Linked DNA regions of Mus musculus: regions 2 and 3 are each linked to region 1. Evidence: chromatin contacts called from public Hi-C data. All regions are on one chromosome and are shown on one strand. Each heading gives the region's core, a stretch centred on a gene start, on an enhancer-like site or on the middle of the called end of the contact. The rest is flanking DNA. Distances are from core to core; before and after follow the strand shown. Region 1 overlaps Rbms3 (RNA binding motif, single stranded interacting protein). Region 2 has its middle 35 kb from the start of Gm39449. Region 3 has its middle 35 kb from the start of Gm31559.

Region 1 (2,729 bases), core at 83-2,582:
TCCTGTCTGTATAGATTGCACACGTGTGATATGATGTGGCTTCACTTTAAGGTGCACTCTACAAAGAAAGGATCCAAGAACAGAAAAGAGGGAAAGGAATCCACGTGAGGGGGATTCCTTGGGCTGCGTGGCCCCCAGATTATCGTGCCTGTTTTCTACTCCGACGTCCAGTCGGTGGTATTTGTTTTGTTTTTGTTTGTTTGTTTGGGGTCTTGGGGGGGTGGTTGGTTAGTTTAGTTTGTTTGTTTTTCAGAAATCACTATGAAACATTTTGTACAGTTGAAGGGAACTAGAAATTTTGTACAGTTGAAGGGAACTAGGCCTGTGATAGCCTTTTGGATTTCAAACTAGACTTGGGGAAGTCATTCTGTCCCTCCAGTTTGGTTGTAAATGGATCAAAGTAGCTGAAGCTTAGTGGTTATCCCTAAAGATAGGAAATGGTTCTTGGTGCCTCTTCTTCTTTCCCAACAACAGTCCTTTAAAACCTTGTGGGTTTTTTTGTTGCTGTGATAAAACACCAATACCAAAAGCAATTTACATAAGACTATGTTTATTTGGACATGCTGTGATAAAACAGACAAAACACCAACACACACACACACACACACACACACACACACACGTCGGTCATTCACTATTGCTGTTGGTCATTCACTGTTGCTGTTGGTCACTCACTATTGCTGTCAGTCATTCATTCACTATTGCTGTCAGTCATTGACATGAACTGCCTGACTTTTAAGCCGCTTATGTTCTCTGTGCTAAAAATAGTTCAATATAAATAAACTCAAGGGGATATTTCTTCTAAAAATATGATGGTGACAGAAAGACAAAAACAGATTGAGGACAAAATAAAAATTGACCTTCAGTTATATTTTTAAAAGTTATGTTAAAGGGTTCCTATTTAAAAACTCAGTTGCATAAATAGTCTATGAAATAGAACATCTAGTGTGAGCCTTGGTTGTCTTGGCATGAAACACCAGGAGGAGACAGGCTGGTGGGGGCGGGCCATGGTTCTCCTTCCTTCCCTTCATTCAGTTGAGTAATTTTCTTTCTTTATGCTTTGCTGACGCCCTTCTCACCTTTGACTTTGTCAGTCCTGCGATTTGAAACATGGGACTTATATAAATGTGTGTAGAAAGGGCTCTAAAATGCTCAGCTGCTCACGTGGAAGTTTTGAGACCAATCAGCGGCTTAGTTCTTTAGGAAATTACCCTGCCTCACCTCTGTGAGATACAGGCTTGGCCTGTTTGAATTTGTTGTCCTGTATTGTGATGATTCACAGTCAAAGGGCCAAGCCCTGTAACAATGGCAAAGCAGCACAAATGAAGGTCATTGCTCAATCTCCTGTTTATCGCTGGAGCGGTGGCTCAGCAGTTAAGAGCACGCTCCTGCTGCTCTTCCAGGGGACCTGAGTTTGTTTCCCCACACCCGAGTTCAGTATGTGCTTTCAGTGCAAGGCACTGCCTGTGTTTTGTTGGGTGTGAAGAGTCCCATGATTTTATCGGGAAATGAATGAACCTTCAAAGATTTCAAACTCATTTCAAATACTAGCAGAAGCTCAGCAAACTGAGATCCTTCTCTGATGTCCAGTTTTAAATACTGAAGCTCACAGCAGCAGCAGCAGCAATGGAGACAGAGCCCAGCCCAGCCACCTGCAGCCAGCGGAATTCCCTGCCCTTTTAGTGACCTCCACTCAGATGAAGCCAGACCCTTGACTATACTGCAGAAAAGAATTCCAGGAGAGGCCTGAGAGCAGTAAATTAGTGAGCCTGTTAAAGAGAGCTAGCTTTAAAGAGTAACCACCATTTAAAAATTATGTAGAGTTTTAAAAGTAAGCAAAAACATGCGAGTTGATTTCCTAAACACTTTCTTTCATTTTTTTAAAAAGAAGTTCCCTTTATAAATGAAATTATAAGGTGGTTTTATGAAGTGTGCTGTTTATGTTCTGGGATTAGAGATGAGAGTGCTGACATAGTTCAACTCAAGGCTACAAATACCCAGGCCCCGAGTAAACCTGGTCTGTTTAACACCCTTGTTTGCAATGCCCTTCAGAAAACAAGAGCTGTCTCTGCAGGCAATCTTTACCAGTTATCTGGACCTTCTGAGTCCCTGCCAGCATCCCGCGGGAATCTATTCCTTCCAGAGTCCTTTAATTTCATCTGTCCTCCTATCCTGCTTCACTTGAGGTGACTTCTGCATACTTTACCCAAACCACTGCTGTCATTCTTACTTCTGGGATGTGTGACCATCTTGTCCCTCTGATGACAGGAAGAAGGACTTTATCTCATAGCAGCAGTGGCTCCCATGGACCATATTGCCTGTCAGCCCTGAGACCATTGCTTGCTTTATTCGGAGGAATTAAAGGCGTGCACTACAAGATTTTACTTTGCAACGTAAACACTGAGCAAATCCAGACATCCAGAGATGCTGAGAGGAAAAAGACGTCTCTTCTTGTGCTGCCATTTGTCCAGTGGATGCTTTTCAGACAGCACACTCTATATATTTCAAGGAGACAATGTCACCCTTACTGTGTTGGCAAAGGCTGTCACAGAGCACTCCAAAGTCCATAGCTTAAGTGCATCAGTGGGGACAGATTTGACAGTGTATATTGAGGATGCTGGTTTGCCTTAACAATTGTAAAGTTTTCCTTCTTTTCTCTTTCACATTTCCCCTTTGTACTGCACAATACAAAAGAGATTCTGTTGACATTAATAAGCACCATTGCTGAC
Region 2 (2,928 bases), core at 351-2,850, 150 kb after region 1:
ACACTTGCCTATAGGTAGGCCAGTCTTATAAAGGCATTTTCTTACTTGTGATTCTCCCTGCTCAAATAATTCTAGCTGTGTCAAGTTAACATAAAACCATCCACACACAGACATTTGTGAGCTGCCCAGCATGGGTTCTGGAAACTAAACTCTGGTCCTCTAGTAGAACAGTACATGTTCTTAAGCCCAGAGCCATTTCTCCATCCCCTGAATGAAATTTTTGTGAGGTATCCATTATAATCTTCAAGGCAATTATGAGTAAAGTAGCACAAAGCTAATAAAAGCTAATTAGTGAAAGAGAATTAATAGAAGGAAATGAAATTAAAATGGTACAGGAGGAAACATCCATTTAAGTGATGAGAAGACAAAAATGAATAGCTAGTAAAACAAAATAATAATTATAACAAATTGGAGACTAAATAGAAAATAAGTGCCAGGCATAAATATTAATATGGACATTAATGTAAATATATTCAACATTCCAATCCACAAGCACAGATTGGTACCAGAAAAATGTACAAAATAAAATATTATCAACTCTACAGTATACACACACACACACACACACACACACACATATTTATATAAAACAGACATATCTTAGATTTAAATATATAAGTTAAAATGAATATAAATATAAAAAATTATTCTTCTGTATAGACCAAATGTTAGATCATAAAAGGACATATGTTAAACCCTATAAAAATGAATCAGTAATTTAGAAATGTTCCAAACCATATAAGCTATTGAATTCTAATTTCACTCATTGATGGAGAAAATTGGAAACAAATCCTAGAATCAACATTTAATTTTTTTCATCATGTGAAAATTAATATTCCTAAATTGGTAAAGGATTGAAGGAAAAATTCACAAGGGAGACAGGAAATACTTTTGAGTAAAATTGAAAGGCAGCATTCCAACACATATGAAAGGCAATTAAAACAATGCTTAGAGAGAATCGTAGTGTGAATGCATGGATTTAAAATGCAAAAAGAGGGGCTGGAGAGATGGCTTAATGGTTAACAGAACTTGCTGATCTTGCAAAGGACCAGAACCCTCGTCCAATAGCTCACAACTGCCTGTAATTCTAGTTCCAGGAGATCCAATGCCCTCTTCTGGCCTCCATGGGTACTGCACACATATGGGCACCCCAGAGCAAGATTTATAGCCAGTTCTTTAAATTCTGGATTTGACTGAGTCAAATAAAGTGAAAGAACATTAGAGGGCTATTTCTGACATCAACCTCCTGCCTTCACATGTTCATGTACACAGGCACACATACACACACGAGTCCACACAGCTGAAAACGCAAGTCTTTAACTCCACAAACTAATTTATGAGTCTTCCTTTTGCATACTATGTGATAATAGAAAGACAAGAAAATTCAGAGAAAGAGAAAGTCTTCTGGTTTGAATTAGACAGCCGAGGCCCTGCAAGGCACACCCAGTGCTGGCAAATTTATAAAGCCAAAACAAAAGGAATCCCAGTGCAGAAATGGCTGTTTGCTGGGTGAACCCACTTCCCTCCCAACTCTGCTTGGCAGATCTGTACCCTGATTATTCCATCTGGAGATAATTGTGTGACATCATCCATAAAATTAAATCATAATCAACCTAACTAGCAAACAGGCCAGCAGGCTGCTTCACAGCCACACACAGGATAAAGGAGATGATTCATCTCAATGGGAGACAAGGGGGTGGAATGAAATGTGGATGGTGCAGAGTGGGTGACCCTCAGCGTGTGCACAGGCTCGCAGCTGGCAACGTGCCCAAGCCCATGCCCGGGAATGCCAGGGCCACTGCCATGTACCTGCATTGCCCATGTGTGATGAGGAGAGGCGATCTCCTTAGAAATAGATCCATAGGTTGCATTATAGAGACGGTGCATATCCAAAAGTAAACATTCCCATTTTATGATAAATTATCCGCTATGGGAAATCACAAAGAAGGGAAAGACATATATAGTAGTATAAGGCAAAATGTCCCCTGTCAGCTCACTTTTGGAAGAGAGTGTTGCATAGTCTGTTGGTTAAGTGGGTGGAAATGAGTGAGGAGTAGTGTATTTCTGAGAAGAGTCTCCTTTGTAAGGCAATAAGGTGTGGTTCTAAATCAGTTCCTGATGCAAGAAGCAACAGAATCATTAAGACAGTCCACATTAGAGTGGGCAGAGATGGAGCTCAGTTCATAGCATGTATGCTGAATATGCTTAAAGGTCCATACCTAGTGCTTCATTACGGTGGTGGAGGCTATAAGCCCAGAACCCAGGACGTGGAGGTCGAAGGATCCGAAGTTCAAGGTTATCCTTGGCTACCCACCACCCTTCTAAATAAAAACGATGACCACTCATGCAAATATGTCTGAAGGACTCTGGGTTAATGTACACATGCGAGTTTCTTGTGGATTCACACTGTTCACAATAGCTAAGAGATGCAGTAGCAGCTTAGATGTCCATCAGAAGATAAATGATAAAGAAAATATGCTATATATTCACAATGGGACTTTTTCAAACCTCAAGAAAATTAAGTCGTGGTATTTGCAGGAAAACAGCTGGAAAGAGAGATCATTATGTCAAGAGAAATAAGACTCGGAAAGCTAAGCACAGCGTTTACTCTCCTATGGGGAATCTAGATTTACATGTGTTGGGGGTGGGAGGAGAGGGACCACATGAGACAAGGAAGAGTTCGGTGATGGAATCCATGTGTCTTGTAGGCAGGGGAGGGACTATTTGGGGCGAGGAAGGATACCAGGAAGAGAGAAGCAGAAGGGACTGGGCGAGGGGGAGGCAATGGAAAAGGAAGATGAATAAGAACAAAGTCTAATGACTCATGTATGCAAACTCCACAATGAAAACCATCACTTTGTACACTAACTTTAAAATTTGAAAGAGAGAGAGAGAGAGAGAGAGAGAGAGAGAGAGAGAGAGAGAGAG
Region 3 (3,060 bases), core at 292-2,791, 210 kb after region 1:
AACTCTTAGGATATGGATGCAGGCTTTCTGTGACACATCGTCGTTCACATTCTTGCCTGGTACTCCCTGGGAAAGAGGCAGGGAAAAACCATGAAACTGAATCACCCAGTGCAAACTCCCATCTTAGTTGGAAAGCTGTCTCCGTTCTCCTCGTAGGCAATATAAACATTTACAATACACACCTGTGCGATACTTTCCCGGAGTGCACAGAACCAGGGCAAAGGGAAGTGAGACTGCTCTGATTTTTCACTCCTCCATTCAGGAACAAAGGGAGAGATTCTCTGAGGGGCAGCAAAAGTAGGGGATCATATTGCAAGCGTCTGCCTTGCCAGGCTCCCCCATCTTTGAAGCTGGACAGACTCTCCTCTCGGGTTGCAGAGGCCCAGATGTCTGATTTTGAAAGGAGGCTTTGTGTTGCCATAATGAGGCTACACACTGTAGGCTTTTTATTTAACATGTGATGCAGTTCCCCATCAAATCACAGTAGATTTACCCAAAAGGGAATACATTAACAAGATGATCCATCGAAAGGGGCCAGGCTTTAGTGTAAGACACCCGAGCTTAGCACTTTAAAATATCATCTCCTTCTACAGTCTCAGGCCCTCCATCCTCCCACCCTACCCCCCACCGAGGCATGTGCACACACATAGGCACACATATACACTGACACCAACACAAATACCACCAAAAATAAGACCCTAGCAAGGAATCAGACAAATTTGAGGATGGGACTTGGTCCTACCATCTGCAGTGGTCTGAGTCACTTGCAGGGATGTGCTGGCTCCTTATAAGTTGTGACCTTGGACAACTAATTTCACCAGTATGAATCTCAGAGTTTATCAGCAGAAAACAAACTTCAAACTCTGGAGAGGTCAGAGGTGTAGCTCAGCAAGGACTTGCCCTACTGTGTGCAAGGATGGATTTCAGCTCTCCAACACCTCTCACAAGCAAACAAACCCAGTCCGGTCATCCAGATTGTAGTAAGAAATTGAAAAAAAAATCGATGATTTAACGCATTAGCTATTATTGATTAAAGTTTAGCAGATAATAAATTCTCTATTAGAGCATTCAATTTCTCTTTTCTCCTTTTTGGGGGGATTTGGGGTAGGAGTAGATTTTATGAACTGTGTGCAGCCAGTGGTGACCTTGAACTTGTGCCTCTCCCTCCAAGCACTGAATTGTGCACAACTGCCCAGTTTTCTATTGTTAAAGGATTCCCTAAATCGCTTTTTCTGGAAGGAAGATAATGACTGAAGAGCCACTCCCTCCTGGTCTTCAGCTGGCTCAGCCTTCTCGAGCAGCTGCGGAAGACATTCCCACCAAGAGCAATTTAGAAACCAGACCAAGTGAAGATGGTCTTTGTGCATCTGGACAAGTTGCAGTCTCTGAAGAAGTCCTTTCAGAAGTCAGGGCCACAGGAATGTGTAAAACTGCTCCCTCCTCTGTGACCAACAGGAAGAAACAGCATTGGCCTCCCTTCCCCCACTACAGCTCAGCCTATCCCTCCGTTCTTCTGTGGGCTGAAGCCTTAAACAGCCGCCTCTTCAAAGGCTGTTCTTGAACAAAGAAACTCTAGAGGAGTTCTCTGTAGTGTGACTTGTCCAGGAAGTAAAGGGTGTGTCGGAAGAAGGTGTTTCTCCAGCGGGAGAGATGATAGCTCTGTCAGGAAAGCATTTGCCTTGCAAGCAGGAGGACCCGAGTTCAATCTTCACACCCCACATAAAAATGGCTGTTCATGGTGGCACTCGCTCATAATCCCAGGGCTGACGAGGCATAGACAAGCAGATCTCTGAGCTAAGTTTGAGCCAGACCTCTAGGATTTAGGACCTACTACTCAACAGTCTTGGCATTGCCCATTGCTGGATCTTGGTTTCTCCTTTTACAACAACGGCAGCTTGCTTGCGTTCAACTATAGTTAAGAATACTATCAAATAGGACCGTTCGTCTCTGATTACGAACCGCAGTTCTGCAGGCTGGTGAAGTGGCTCACCAGATACAATACTTGCTTAACATATCAGAAGCCCTGGATTTGAGCTCCAGAACCACTTAGAACCCGGCACGGTGTTGCATGCCTTTAATCCTAGCACTTGGGAACTGGGGTCTGGAGGATCGGGCATATACGGTTATTCTGGGCTGGGTAGCAAGTTCAAGCTCAGCACTGCAGATCTGGCCGGTGAACAGTGAGACTCAAATGGTTGCAACGTCTGTAACATCCTTCCTGGTTTTCATCACGACATCTGTAAATCATGCTATATAATCCCAGGCTGGAACGTTGACTTTTAGTTCTACGCGTTGCCCCTTTCCTATATATTTAAACAGCTGTAAGTGTCAAACTTTTCGGGTAGTCCTTTCTCTAGCACAGGACTCTGGGCAAGCAGTAAGAAGTGCTATAAATCCTTGGGGTTTATATTTATTGGAAGCCTTTTAGGCTATTCCAGGAGACCCTGTGATTTCCTGTGGAGGACAGGTGGATTTTCTGTTTCTATACAAAACCAGAGGCGCCTCGTAATTACGTTGACACGGACCTGCAGCGCCACCTGTTGGCCGATGTCTTGACAATCACCACTCGGCACAAAATTATCAGGGGAATAAAATTTTTATTTCCAAAGAAGCAGCCAAAGTGGGAAGATGCTGGAAGGCCACAGTTAAATGTCTCTTTCTTGTACCGGAGAAAGAGACTCTTGCCTCTCTGAAATTTTTGGAGCTTCTTAATTCTAGTTGGGCAAGAAGCAACAGTTGTCTACTTAAATGATAGGGTGATCTTACCGGGGCTATTTAAACATTTAAAGTTTACATATTTCAATTTATAGCATTTTAGAAGTAGAGATGAAAGTAAGGATCCGTTTCTGTTGATTTTTAAGCAGTTGTTCTGATGCTGTCCTTGCTGGCTTTTCTGCTGTTGTCAAAAACACCGGGACCGGAAACAATCTGGGGATGAAATGGTTTATTTCATCTTCTGCTTTCAGTCTTTGTCTGTCACTGAGGGAAGTCAAGGCAGGAGCTAGAGGCAGGAACTGAAGCAGAGACCATGGAGGAGCGCTCCCTGGCAGGCCTCCCCTA

What was found. Hi-C and Micro-C count contacts between places; a contact is called where the count stands out from the background.
Region 2: a contact with region 1 is called in a Hi-C map of the N1E-115 cell line, with 2.1 times the contacts expected there. The contact joins two enhancer-like sites. A contact is called at or near these places in 5 of 484 Hi-C or Micro-C datasets (the HL-1 cell line, the N1E-115 cell line and embryonic stem cells) and 1 of 9 other capture datasets (embryonic stem cells).
Region 3: a Hi-C map of embryonic stem cells shows a contact between it and region 1, with 2.7 times the contacts expected there. The contact joins two enhancer-like sites. A contact is called at or near these places in 12 of 484 Hi-C or Micro-C datasets (the HL-1 cell line, embryonic stem cells, nephron progenitors and 1 more), 3 of 115 datasets of contacts at active chromatin or transcription factors (all in embryonic stem cells) and 1 of 9 other capture datasets (embryonic stem cells).

The regions. Positions count from the first base shown.
Region 1 is chr9:116,638,739-116,641,467 of GRCm38.p6, reverse strand. All of the region lies in intron 10 of Rbms3 (RNA binding motif, single stranded interacting protein), which reads left to right. Among named protein-coding and RNA genes, the nearest start is that of Gm39449, 110 kb to the right of the region's middle. Within about 2 kb of position 1,332, at least 42 of the 459 cell types and tissues checked have an H3K27ac peak or open chromatin away from gene starts, as enhancers often do. A contact at or near this core is called in the N1E-115 cell line and embryonic stem cells, where this site is marked.
Region 2 is chr9:116,488,168-116,491,095 of GRCm38.p6, reverse strand. No RefSeq gene overlaps it. Among named protein-coding and RNA genes, the nearest start is that of Gm39449, 35 kb to the left of the region's middle. Within about 2 kb of position 1,600, at least 20 of the 459 cell types and tissues checked have an H3K27ac peak or open chromatin away from gene starts, as enhancers often do. A contact at or near this core is called in the N1E-115 cell line, where this site is marked.
Region 3 is chr9:116,425,917-116,428,976 of GRCm38.p6, reverse strand. No RefSeq gene overlaps it. Among named protein-coding and RNA genes, the nearest start is that of Gm31559, 35 kb to the right of the region's middle. Within about 2 kb of position 1,541, at least 17 of the 459 cell types and tissues checked have an H3K27ac peak or open chromatin away from gene starts, as enhancers often do. A contact at or near this core is called in embryonic stem cells, where this site is marked.